Regions from separate parts of the Gossypium hirsutum genome. Here all the other regions are linked to region 2. A link is a contact called in public Hi-C data. All regions are on one chromosome and are shown on one strand. The core of a region is the stretch at or near the end of the contact, and the rest is flanking DNA. Distances in the headings are between cores, read along the strand shown. Region 1 holds the start of LOC107896660 (zinc-finger homeodomain protein 4). Region 2 has its middle 28 kb from the start of LOC107896662. Region 3 has its middle 17 kb from the start of LOC107896659.

Region 1 (4,402 bases), core at 1,892-4,391, 68 kb after region 2:
ACTATCACATAGCCATATGTCACACACAGACAACACATACGAGTGTGTGCCCTGAGCGTGTTTAGGTGTAATTTTTACACGGGCTGACACACGGCCTACAACACGGCTGTGTAACCCAACATCAAATGTTACACGAACTAGCACACAGCCAACGACACGGTCGTGTGACATTATTTCGAATGTTACACGGGCCAGCACATGGCCAGCGACACAACCGTGTGGCGACATTTTGAAAGGTACACGGTCTAGGACACGGTTGGCCATACAACCATGTCTTTGTACCTCACGGTCTGGGTAGTGTCATACAACCAGGCCACACGACCGTGTGACCCTTGTTTTGGAAATTTTCAAAATTTCCCTGAATATTCTGATTTGTTCTGATTTTATCCCTGAATGTTCGTAATTTATTTTTAGAGCTACGAAGGCTGGAGTTAAGACCCGTACATATATGATTTATTTTATATTGACTCTTATCTAAATTTATGAAATAAATTTTATGGTTAGTTGCTAATTGAAATAAAATGTTCCAACTTGTATGATAACACTCTGTAACCCTATTTCGATAACGGAACGGGATATGGGCGTTACATAACAAGGGATTAAAGGTAGAATATGGTGTAGTAAAATAAATTGAAGGTCATTTATCCAATGTGTTAATTTAAGATTAAACATTCAAGGTTTGGGGTTTAGGGTTAGTCTTGAGGGATTCTCGTAAGGGAAACAAGTTAAGAGTTCTTAATGCTTCGAAAAGCAGTAAAAATAACTTGGATGAAAGATTCATTACTCAACACATGTTCTGTTACTTGACAATCGTCTTCATGGATTTATGGTTTAGGGAAATGAGTTAAGGCTTTTCAATGAGGGTGGAATTTTTAGTAGGTTTGTTCGAAAGCATGAGCACTTTTAAAAAGTTATTTGCTTTTAGAATAAATTAAATAAGGTGATTAGGGTTTAGGTCACAACTTTTTGAGGGTTTCTTCACCTTCTTGGATGATCTAAAGTTACCAAGTATTCAAATGTTAGAGATGAAAGAAATGGGTTAATAAAGTTATGCTATATGTGTTTTAGGGTTTATGCTACTGATGTTATGGATAAACCTCAATATCTATAAATGGTTCCTGGGTATACATTGATCTTTATGCTTATTTGTTCCTTAGACCAAGACATCCATAGAATAGGAAGAATAAACTAGGAAGTCAAAAATTAAGAATTAGGGAAATGGGTTAAGCTTGTGGTTGTATGGATTAAATTTTGGCATAAAGTATTGTGGTGACCTAGATCATCTAAGTGATTATATTTGCGGCGTGGACCAATCAGTGGTATGGATCATTTATGTGGAAGCCAACAGTTTAGCTCTAAGGAATTAGGGATATAAGTCATAATGTAGGGGGTTGAATCATCAGTAACTTTAGAAGGCAAAAAAATGTAGATACAACATAGATTGCTCTAGGGATCAACGGGCTATGTTATTTCCAGAGTTTGACATAAATCAAATGATAATAAAACATTGCAGTGATCGGTGACACCTATGAATTAAAATAAGTTTGTCCAGGAACAATATTAATAAAAGAATGGAGTTTGGAAGATGAAGCAAGATTTTTTTAGGGTAATTATGAGATATTGATCCAATTGGAAGATGAAACATCATCTTATCTCTTTTGTAAAAAAAGGAAATTGAAAGCAGTAAATGATTCACATAGAATTTGGGCTGGCAGTGATTGGGATTGATGGATGTATGTTTTCCACTCCTCCCTAAAAGAAAGAAAAATTTGGGTCTCAACTTCTTGAAAATTGTGATCAAGCTTCTGTCATCAGCCAATATTTATTCTTGTGGACCCTTCCCAGCTAGTACCATTTAATATGTAAATATGAACTAAATGGTAATGGAGGCATGAAAAGAAGAAATAAAAAAAAAAGATAAAGTAGTAGAAGAAGAGACAAGAAGAGAAAGATAAAAAACAAAAAACTAAAGAATTAGGATAAAGTGTGGTGGAGTGTGGAATAAAGGCAGGGATAAATAAAGAATAAAGTGGTTTCAATAATAATTTAATAAAGGTCAGACTATGTTTCAATCTTTTCTCCAACTAATTTGTGAATCAAAAAAGAACAACCAACTTTGCATCTCTACCCACTGTTTCAAATAACCTATAATTTCATACCCCTTTTCTTTTCAATTTCTTTATATAACTATTACTAATTAACAGAGTAGAAAATATATTTGAAATCTAAGTGGATTTGACTCTTAATATCGGAGATTAAATAAAAAAATCGTTTAGATTTTGATTTATAAATTTATGACATTTAAAATTAGTTAATAAAAAAATTAAATTATAAAAAAAAGAGTAATGAGAGCTTTCGATTGGTACAAGTATAATGTATAGAGAAGACCATATAATAATAATTTTTATAATCCAGTGACTGAAATAAAAAATTTTAAATAGTTTAAAATTATTTTATAATTTTTTTAAGTTAAATAACTAAAATATAAATTTACTAATAATTTAATAATTTTAAGATATTATATGTAATTTTACAAAATTCAATTATACTCCTATTTAAAATCTTGATATGGTTTAAAAAGGAAACAGAAAAAAACAAAATGGGATCCTTCATAATAAATCATTCACATGATAAGTATGTCACCTCCCAATTAACTCCACATTTATTATAGATAAGATTCAGATATCACCCTTTAGTCCCTTCTTTTTAAATGTCTTCAATTAATTAACAGAAGTTAACTTAAACCCTAATTTTGCTATATATAATCAAAAAAGAGGAAAGAAAAAACTTCAATCAAAAGAGAGCCAAAGGCATGGGCAAAATTGTGTGTTTATGCTTGTGCTTGAATGTCTATTTTCTGAAGCAAAGTTCAGCTAAATTTATTTAAAGAAACAAAAAAGAAAAAAAGGTTTAAAATTTTGTAATTAAATGATTCATAATTTTGATACTATGAGAAGGGGGATGGGAATAGCTCTCTCTCTCTCTCTCTCATATTCATTCCATTGTGGTGTCTGCACACTCTGACACACTGCTCTCTAAATGGCGTAAACTTGATGGCTGATAGTGCAAGCAAAGCAAGCACCTTAATTCACTTTTTTTTTTTTTTTGCTTTATTTTTATCTCTCAACTCACTTAAACAGACTATTCCTCTTGTCTTTCTCTCTGTCTTCTTCTTTTTAGCCTTCACTACTTGTATAACCCACCTGTTTGTAGCGTCCTTCACTACCAAATCCTTCCTCTCAATAACTCTTTTTTTCTTCTCCTCTTTCTCCTTCACCACCCTTGTTCTACCCTTTTTTCATTTCCTTTTTTTTTTTAATTTCTTTAAGATCAAACCCTCTATTCTCTTTGCTTTATTGATTGCCATTGTTCTCTCATCCCTGGGTCGTCTTCACTTTTATTAATTTCCATATCTAGAGTGAATAGAAAATAAAAGAGAAAAGACATTGTTGTATCAATATTAGTTTAGTAAGTGAGTAAGAGACTGATCTTCCTTTCTCTTCTTACAGCCATCATTTTCCTAATTTCCAAGGGAGACATTGAGTCAACACACACTTTGCCTTGTTCCTCTCCTTTTCTTTTTGTTTTCTCTTCTTTCCCAGTTGACCCTAGACTTATGAGAACAATAGGATGGGAGATAATTCAAAGTCTAGGTGGTTCTATTGTTGACTCTTTTATTTTTTTCATTTGTCCTTCCCATCATCAATCCAAATCTGCCTTACTCTCTGATAGATACACCATACCCTAACCCTCTCTCTAACCTGCTTCTCAAATAACCTGATATATAGCCAAAGTTTTTATTTATAACCGCGTAGTGGGTCATCCTTCTCCCTTTGTCTCCTTTTTCTTTGTTTAAGTTAATATTATTGTTTGGTTATGGGGTTTGGGCATTCACGAAACAAGGGTTTTTCAGACTCAGTGCCAAGGATTGATAGGATAGAATATTGTTTTTCTATTCTTGTGCTGTGCAAGAGTTGACAAGCTGTCCACAAAACTCCTAGGATTTAGGATTTAATAAACAAAGGAAGCAAGCATAGATCTTTTATTTTCTAATCATTTTTGGCCTCCTGCCCTAACACTACTCCAACCTTGTCAGTCTCCTCCTCTTTTGGTCTTCAAAGTCCTTGCACAATAAGGAAAGCACAAATAAAATACATAATACCTAGAAATGGAACTTTCCAATCAAGAAGGAGAGATCCCAATTCCTTTGAACAGTACATATGGTGGGGGACATGGGCATGGGCACGGGCATGGGCACGGGCACGGGCACGGGCACGGGCACATGATCCATCATGATCCTGCTGCACCCCACAACCATATCATACCTTCTTCAGCACCCCCAATTCTTTCCAATGGACCTTCCTCCTTGTCCACAAACCTAGACGATCATGTGCCCTACAAG
Region 2 (4,234 bases), core at 1,141-3,640:
TTTAAAAAAAATTATTATCTTATATTTTAAAAAAAATTTTAATATAGCAAAAATACATTATTATTGAATTTTAAATTAAACATGATTTAATATTTAAAATATGTCCTAATATAATTTTTTTTAAAAAATTTATCATTTTAATTATAATTATTATTTAATAAAAATAAAATAAATAGTTATGATTTTGAATTAGTTTAAAATAATTTAAAAGGAACTTAATTTAATATCAAAATAAATCTAATCTTAAATAATAGAAAAGATTTAAAAATAAATTATTATTATTATGGTAATAAAAAAAATTAAAATATTGAAATAACGAAAACTAATATTTTGAAATGTGTTAAAAATGTAGAAGTTAACTTATGTAAAAATTAATAACAAACACTAATATCATATTTACACTTTTCTATCATAATTTTAAGATATATTTAAAATAAATAAATGAAAAGATAAGGAAAACGTATCAAACATATTTAAAATTTGGTTACCTGCAGATAATAATCGCAAATTTTTAACCATGAAATATATAAATATTAATCTAAAAAATAAAATGGGAATTTTAGAGTTTGGACATGAAAAAAAGATGTAAAAGCATCTTAGCTGATATGTACGTCTATATTTGAGGGTAATTATAAAAATAAAAGCGTAACAAAATAGCATTCATCCAACCTATCCAAATAAAAATATATTCTTCTTTTTTCAAATAACCAAACCATGATTTTGCTATGGCGAAATAAGAAATAGTTTCCTAAACCTTTTTTTTTGAAATTTAAAAATGGATAGAATTCTAATGTCATCTTGTTGATGGTGAACATAAGATTAGGTATATATATTAGTTGATTAATAAAATCTTTTATGATCCTAATTGTCATTAAAATATTCAACCACTCTATTGCCTTTTGCAAACTAATGTGTGAAACAAGCCCCTTATACAACTTTGCACTATCATTGCCTTATCTTTAGGAAAATAAAACCAAACTCTTCACATATCTCAAGACAATAGACATTTACTTTTTTTTTTAAAAATAAAAAAATAAAAAAAATAGATTTCGAATTTCATTGACTATCATACAAAATTTAACATCATCAATTTTATTTTTACTTTTTGAAAAATTTCCTTCAAATCATTTAATCTTATTACCATATGCAATTACATTAAAAATTAAATTAGATACAATAAATATGAAAAAAATGAGTCCTAGAACTCACCAAATAGTTTGACCCACAATTAAACGAAAATAAAAGAAGAACAGGAAGTGTTGAATGACTTGGGTTCATGCGTCTTCTACTTTTACATATAAATGCTGCTTCATTTTATTTATTACAGATTCCCTTTTCTCTTTGCTCTTTAATCATTATCATTCATGCATTTCCATCCATATCTTTTAGGGTTAATTGTATCTATCTTTTGTATTTTTTTTTATACGAGTGAATTCCATAGTGTCAAACCACCACTTAAAACTTAATAAATATAATTAAAAATTATATACATATTTTTGAATTTTCAAACAATGACACATTTTTTAAAAGATGTCAAAAATTAATTTTTTTTCATGTCACCACATACCTCTCTTTCTATGTTTCCCTTTTCTTCATCAAATTAATTTAGGTTAATAGATTTGTTTGAATAATTCCCTACTATTTCATGCTCTACTAATAATGCTTTCTTTTCTTCTTCCTACTCTTTTTACTTTTACATCATGCCGCGTCTTCAATCTTTATTACAAATTCCCCTTTCCCCTTCCTAATTCTAATCATCAATCATTATCATCCTTGGCTCTCCAATAAAAAAATCAATTTGATTTAAGAAAATCCTACGTAATAATATAATACTTTTATTTTAACAATTTTTATATGCTAAAGTTACAACTTGTAATTATATCAATGGTTATTATCAGAATCAATCATTAACTCAACTCAAACTCAAACTAATTTACCTACACATAGTTTACATAGGTGAGATCCGAACTTGAACACTTAAGATCTTAAAGTTTTAATCTTGAAGCGTTATTGATATAAATTATATTCAAGATAAAGAGATTGATATTTTTTTCTAAAAAGAGAAACCAATTACTAATAAAAAATATATTTGATAGTTAATGTAGAAATAAGAAAATGAACCATTTTTAGGATAAAAGAGAAAGGGTTGTGAAGTGAAGTTAATATAAGCAATAACTTAGAATGAAATCCATGAGGTTTAAAATTAGATGAGAGTGGAGAGGTACATAATATAGTGGGCAGAGAAGAAAGAGATGGATAGTGTAAAAGGAAAGGTTAATAAACTTTATTGGCAGTGCAGCTTTGAATCTCATGCTAATGTGGCCTCTAAGTCTTAACTCCAAGTCCAGACAAATATTAAAAGCCATGACAACCTACTCTTTTCGGCAAAGCCCCCAAAATCATACTAGCCTAAGCCAGGCTGGGTCCACTTTCACAAACTACGCCTTCTCTTACACACATCTCTCTACTCCATAATATTAAATTTAAAGTTTGTCATCATTTAACCCAAAGAGTGTTAGAATTAACAATGAAATTTAGGAGTTTTCATTTTATTCATATATTACTAATTAACTCAATAACGTATTTAAATTATCCAATAACATTAAAAGAACCAAACCAAATAATATTTAAATGGGACATTCTGTGTAAAGGAACAAGTTTTCAAACTCCAAAAAAAGAAATGTTGGGAAATATCTTGTTAGACTTAGGGTTGGTCATAATAAAATTGCATATGATATGTTTCAGCTTTTTTTATTTTTTTTTTATTTTTTGACAGTGGTGGTGGCTCTTTGCTTGGACTAAAAAATTGCAGAAATTTGTCCACCAAATTGATTTTACTGTGGTCCATAAAGCCATGAACATGAACTGCATGTGAAGCAAACCCTTCGTCTTAATCTGCTATTATTTACTCTACTTTCATGAAACCAAAAGAAACATGTTGTACTAGGTAATTCTAGAGACACATGCATGTTCAGTATTGATTTTACTTTTTTATTTTATATTTCATCATGTATAAAAGTAGAAGGAAACTAATTAAAGCAAGGTGCTATAAAAAGAAGAAGAAGTAGTTGAAGAAAAGCATTTAAATAGCAATGAGTGGAAGATGAGGTAAGGTAGAATGATTGATGGTTGGTCCGAATCCTAACAGTAGAAGAAATGAAATTTCCCAACGTTTGAAGCTTAAGGAACATTTTTATATGTAGTTTTAAGAATAAGGAACATCAACTTGCATGATCCCCTGTGGGGAGGCCAATTTTAACCCCTACTCTTCCTAACACCCAATTAATCACAAATAAATATTAAGAGTTTAAGCATTAAGCATTAACTAGGTCTAAAGATTTTCTTCATTAAATTGTCAAACTAAATAAGACAAGTTTTTAATCACCTCAGTGGTAGTATACAATTGGCACTGCCAAGTGCCACTTAGCAACTCTTCGCTCATTTTGCCTTAACAATCTCCCCTTTGACAATTTGATAAACAAAATCAAACAACATGGGAAGCGAATTACCACAATCAACAAAACCTCCCCCTCAGTACAACCTTGCTCTACTTACCTTAACTTAGAACATAATATAGTAATTTTGAACTATTAATGACGTTCTAGAATTCACACTAACAATCAAAATTCTAAATTATATCTAAGTAGCAGATACAATAAAGTGCATCAAAATAAACATATACCATAGCATAATATCATCGTAGTTCCAAATCAATTCAATAATTCCACAACATCCACAGTAACAATATCAACAAATAAGTATCATCACCTCACTTATACATACCAAATCAAATAAGTTCAAAAGAAAAAGAAATGAACACCACAAGCTCTGATGCATATTCAATGTCGGCAATATCTTCTTCTGGAAACGTAAATAGCTTCATTAACCATCAACTTCATTAATCAACAAAAGGACATATACTTCCTATATAGCAAGCAACAACACTCAAACCAGTAGCTTCCATATATACTTCTATTCTCCATCATCTATACTCTACTCCTCTTTTTTTTTTCAACAAAATTGCCAACAAAATGCTAAATATCCTTACTCTCTTGATTAGACCAAGGCACAAATGAATGTTGATACAAACATGTAGGAGTAAGTTAGTTCATTGAATCAAAAGTACAAGATCACTAGATTGAGTGAATAATTATGCAAGTATCACTTGCATTGCAGATCTTTCTTTAGTGCTACATTTCTGTCCCTAATCTGCCGAATGATCCTTACCTTAGCC
Region 3 (4,740 bases), core at 1,693-4,192, 120 kb after region 2:
TTAGAACCCTTCATTATAATTCAAAATAACTGAGTTAGAAAAAATAGGTGAAGTTACATTACCAACAAAAGTGTTTTGTTCCTGTAACAGTGCATTTCTTTAGATTTTATACAATTTAAAATGATGTAATATTTCAAACTTAAACCAATTAGGAAGAAACTTTGTATCTTCAAAATAATTTTGTTAAATCCAAACCAACAATCAATTTTATTCACAAATGCATCTAGAGTGCAACAATCATGTCCTACTTTGCCCATTTATTCCTATTTTCTTAGTTTTTTCATTTACAAGCGGTTATCAAAATATAAGAAATTTAATGCATTGTTGTTGAAATCTAAAATGTTTCATCCCAGAAACAATAAAGAATATTTGACTTTTATAGTAAATATATATATATATATATATATATACCATCAAAAAGTGTTGTTTCACTTAAGGTATTTTTAGTTTTTGCATTAGAAAATAAATATTATCAAAATATTCTTATTTATATTAATTATTTAAAAAATATATAAAAAATTAAATTAATTTATATTTTATATGTCATCAAACTTACAAATAATTGATATTAATTATTTAAAATCGATGTATTATTATATTAAATTATTTAAATATCATACCATTTAATTAATTTGAGATAAAATAGGGATATAAGAAACAGAAATAAAATAGATAACTAACACCTGAAGTTCCCTATTCAGAGATGAATGTATTTTTATAGGAATAGCCAGCTGAAAATTAAGTTACATATCAGATAGATCATACAAGAAATAAGAAAAGCTTTCCACTCTCTCTTTCTTTTCATCTTTATCGACCAAAACGTCTTCGCTGCTACTCAAAATTTGATCCAATTTAGCACCAGAGCAAAAGAGATAATGAATGATCCGCCCCACCACTAGTTTCCTACAACCTTATCTTAGACAGTCATCGATTCATGTTTGTCAGAGGCGATACCTGGAACCTCCTCTATCCAGAACTCAGAACACTGTCGTCTAAGACCCTCCTGGGCCAGCAAGTGAGCCACTTAATTTGTTTCCCTCTTGTGCTGCATGTAACAGCTCAACCTAAATCCTGCTCCAATTTGCTTTCCATCTTTAATCAGCGCGCTCACACATGGTCTGTCCTCTCCATCTCGAAATCCCAGTTCTTCAGCAAAGCGTAGAGCTTGGACCGCTGCCAGCCCTTCTACCACAAAATAATCCGGTACATGGTCATTCACTTGAAACCACGCTGCCAAAATCTCTCCTGTATCTCGAATGATTATTCCTGAACTGGACTTTTGTCTATCTTTTTGAAATGCTGCATCGAAATTGATTTTGACGCACGGATCCGCTGGTGGTTTCCATGTTACTGACCGAGTTCTTATTACAAGCGTTTGGTCCTGGCCAATCATATGCAGTTCTGCTACATGCGCTCTCACAAAGGTAACAACGACTCCATATAATTGGGTAATAGATTCATGAACTAATTTGTTTCTAGAATTCCACAGTGCCCATATTATAACACAGAGGTACTGTTTAATGTTGGACCCCCTCCACTGTAAAAGATAGCTCTACCAATCAACTAACTCGCTATCGTCCATCTGTGCAGGCCAAGAAATACTCAATTCCGCCCATACATTGCGAGTGAAACAACAATTCCACACTACATGCACACTTGACTCAGGAGTCAGGACATAGGTGGCATCTTGGACATAGCGGGCTTGAAGCAATCCTTAGATTGTATAAGTTATCCATAATCGGAATAAAATTCCTAAGAAGTCTCCAGCAAGTAATCTTTATTTTTGGTGGGATTTGTATTGCCCTTAAGGCCTTGTAATTGAAATTCATACGCCGGTCCTGTAGAGTAGAAGCAATAGGATCAAAATTATCTGATGCTATCAACTGGTAGCTACTCCATACCGAGTAGATTCCAGTGTTTGTCCCCACTCCATACTTGCACATCTTCCTGCCCTGATGCAGCAACTGAAATGCATAATACTCTCTTGACCTCTTCCTTCGAAAATAGACTTCACACCAACAGTATATTCCATCTCCCCTCATTAGGGACTATTAAATCAGAAACCATATTGAACTCATTACTAATCTGATCAGATTGAATTCTGCAGTTTCCTACTCCTGGGAGCCAGCAATCATTCAAAATTGAGATGGAGCGTCCATCACCAACCTTCCATCGGAGCCCCACCTCTAATACCCTCTGAGCGCTCCAAATACTCCACCAAGTATAAGTAGAGTTCACACCCATCTCTGCCCTTAGAAAATCTTTAGAGGAGTAATATTTAGCTTTTAAAATGAGTGCCACTAAAGAGTTAGGATTAGTCAAGAGCCTCCACCTCTGCTTGGCCAACATGGCAATATTAAACTTCCCCCAATTTTGAAATCCCATAACTCCCGTTCCCTTTGATGCACAAAGCTGAGCCCATGAGCACCAATGCATGCTCTTTTTATGACTAGATTTAGCCCACCTAAAACGGCTCAAAATTCTTTCCATCTCTCGGTAGAGCAAAATCGGTAACAGAAAACAAGTCATAACATACGTGGGAATGGACTGCAAAACTGACTTTATAAATACTCCCTTACCTCCTTGGGGTAACAGCCTGCCACTCCAACTCTCCACTTTGCTGCGCATGCACTCCTTCAATCTTTGAAACGCCTCCCTTCTCTGCCTCCCAACCGTCGAGGATAACGCTCCAGTATGAACCTGAAAAATAATTTTATCTGAAGCCGAAGGTCATCGGTAACATTCACTCAAATAAATAAGGCTTTTATCAAAATTCACACTTTGACCTGAACAACGTTGATAATCTTCTATGATATCCTTAAGATTCGATGCCCTTATCACCGTAGCCTTATAAAACTCGTATGCAAAAAGCGAGTTAACCTTGGTCCACCATGACAAACACGAGTACCCATGATTCTTCCTTCCTCTTTCCCTAAATTGAAAGACATAGAGAACCCTTCACTACAAACCAAAAATAAATAAAGACTCGATGGGGACTCAACGGGTCTTCCTGTCAAAGACCTCTTGTAGGTAAGAACATCTCCCCCCTCTTTCCATTAAGAACAACCGAGTATGTCACCGTAATAGTGCAATGCATTATCACATCAACAACGGAATCAAGAAACCCCACTTGGTGCAACATTGCCTCCACAAAAGATCATTCCACCAGATCATATGCTTTGCATGTGTCTAATTTCAAGGTAAAGGTAGATTCTCTTTTTTCTATAAGAGTCTAGCATCTCAAACAATTAAAATATTATCCAAGATTACTCTCCCAGGGATGAAAGCACTCTATACACCCAATCAATACATTACGGAAGAACACCTTGTAATCTATTGGCGATAACCTTAAAAATAATTTTATGAAGGATATTACAAGTCGGAATTGGGTCATAATTCACGGACAAGAAATTTTAAGGATCAATACAATGTTCATATAGTTTATGTGTTAGCAATTTTGGTTTAAAAAACAGTTTTTAGTCATAGAAGAAGTTTAAAATTTTTGAAATTTGAGTCGGTTTGTAATATTTATAGCAGTAAATTTTTTTTGAAAATATTTATGCTTTGTATGAGATGAATTTATATAGTTTCAAAATTTTCAACTGAATGTCTTTTTCCATTATCTTCGTACCCTGAATTGGGTCGAATGTGGCTCAAGCAACAAGAATCAAGCATAGAATAAGAAACAATTTAATTATTTTCAGTAGTAAAGTATTTCTCTCAAATAAAAATCGATAAAAATTATAATTCTCAAAAAATAAAATTTATAGTTGGAAAATAATTTACCACTATTTTTTGCCAATATAAAAATATATACAACTTGTGTGTAAAAACTTGTTAATAAATCTATTTATAGGGAGAGATAAGAGAATTCTACTTGAATAAATATAACATAAATAATATTTATTTAACAGAAAAGCATTCTCCTAATCTAACTAGAAGAGGTGGGGGCCTTCACACATAAAATGAGGGGAATTAGATCTCATATATTAGGTCTAATTATATGTGTTTCCTAAACTTTTGATCCAATACTTTATAACTTAATTCAACTCAAAATTTGTTTTTTTATTCCCAAAATAAATACTAATTAATTAATTAATTTAATTAACTAAATTAATTTCTTAATTAAATAATTTTTCAATACAATTCTAATTTCGTTGAAGTCATGACGATTTTACCATAAAAGAATCTATGAGAAAATATATTTATTTTTCATATTCAATAGATTTATAATGACTAATTGATTTAATTTCGTTTTCGAACTACAATTATTTAACTGTAATTAATTAAATAATAATTCGAAAACCTCCAACTAATTCTCTAGTCAATTTTATACTTAGTGAGAAAACACATTCATTTATGAATGTGACCCATTTCTCTAACTTCATAATTTTCATTCATCCATGTCTTTTTAGTTCTAGATGTAATTCATTTATGATTTCAATGAGCTAATTGAGGAACCAATTAGACATATATAATTACATTTCAAATGATCTATAATTAAGTTTCATCTTTTCGCCTATTAATTATAAACTCATTTAGTCACGAAGTCATTCCACTATAGTATTGTGACTAAGCTCCCCCTAATTACATATCATTACGAAAGTTATTTAATTAGTGCTTGTGCAATGACCTTGTCATAAGTGTGTTACCCTTATAAGATATCCTTAATCTATTGGGGATAAATTCGTTCTCCTAATATGATTATATTTTATCTCACTATAGCTACTACATCTTCAT

The links. A called contact is a pair of places that touch in the nucleus more often than the background predicts.
Region 1: a Hi-C map of leaf shows a contact between it and region 2, with 2.2 times the contacts expected there. The contact joins the promoter of LOC107896660 here to the enhancer-like site in region 2. A contact is called at or near these places in 12 of 34 Hi-C or Micro-C datasets (anther, callus, cotyledon and 3 more).
Region 3: a contact with region 2 is called in a Hi-C map of leaf, with 4 times the contacts expected there. The contact joins two enhancer-like sites. A contact is called at or near these places in 17 of 34 Hi-C or Micro-C datasets (callus, fibers, leaf and 2 more).

The regions. Positions count from the first base shown.
Region 1 is chrA10:93,144,830-93,149,231 of Gossypium_hirsutum_v2.1, forward strand. LOC107896660 (zinc-finger homeodomain protein 4) reads left to right here and starts at 3,142. Exons shown (of 2, transcript XM_041079030.1): 1 at 3,142-4,239; 2 at 4,270-4,402. The coding sequence starts at 4,169.
Region 2 is chrA10:93,077,536-93,081,769 of Gossypium_hirsutum_v2.1, forward strand. No RefSeq gene overlaps it. Among protein-coding and RNA genes, the nearest start is that of LOC107896662, 28 kb to the left of the region's middle. Within about 2 kb of position 2,391, at least 2 of the 9 cell types and tissues checked have an H3K27ac peak or open chromatin away from gene starts, as enhancers often do. A contact at or near this core is called in leaf, where this site is marked.
Region 3 is chrA10:93,196,334-93,201,073 of Gossypium_hirsutum_v2.1, forward strand. No RefSeq gene overlaps it. Among protein-coding and RNA genes, the nearest start is that of LOC107896659, 17 kb to the right of the region's middle. Within about 2 kb of position 2,943, at least 5 of the 9 cell types and tissues checked have an H3K27ac peak or open chromatin away from gene starts, as enhancers often do. A contact at or near this core is called in leaf, where this site is marked.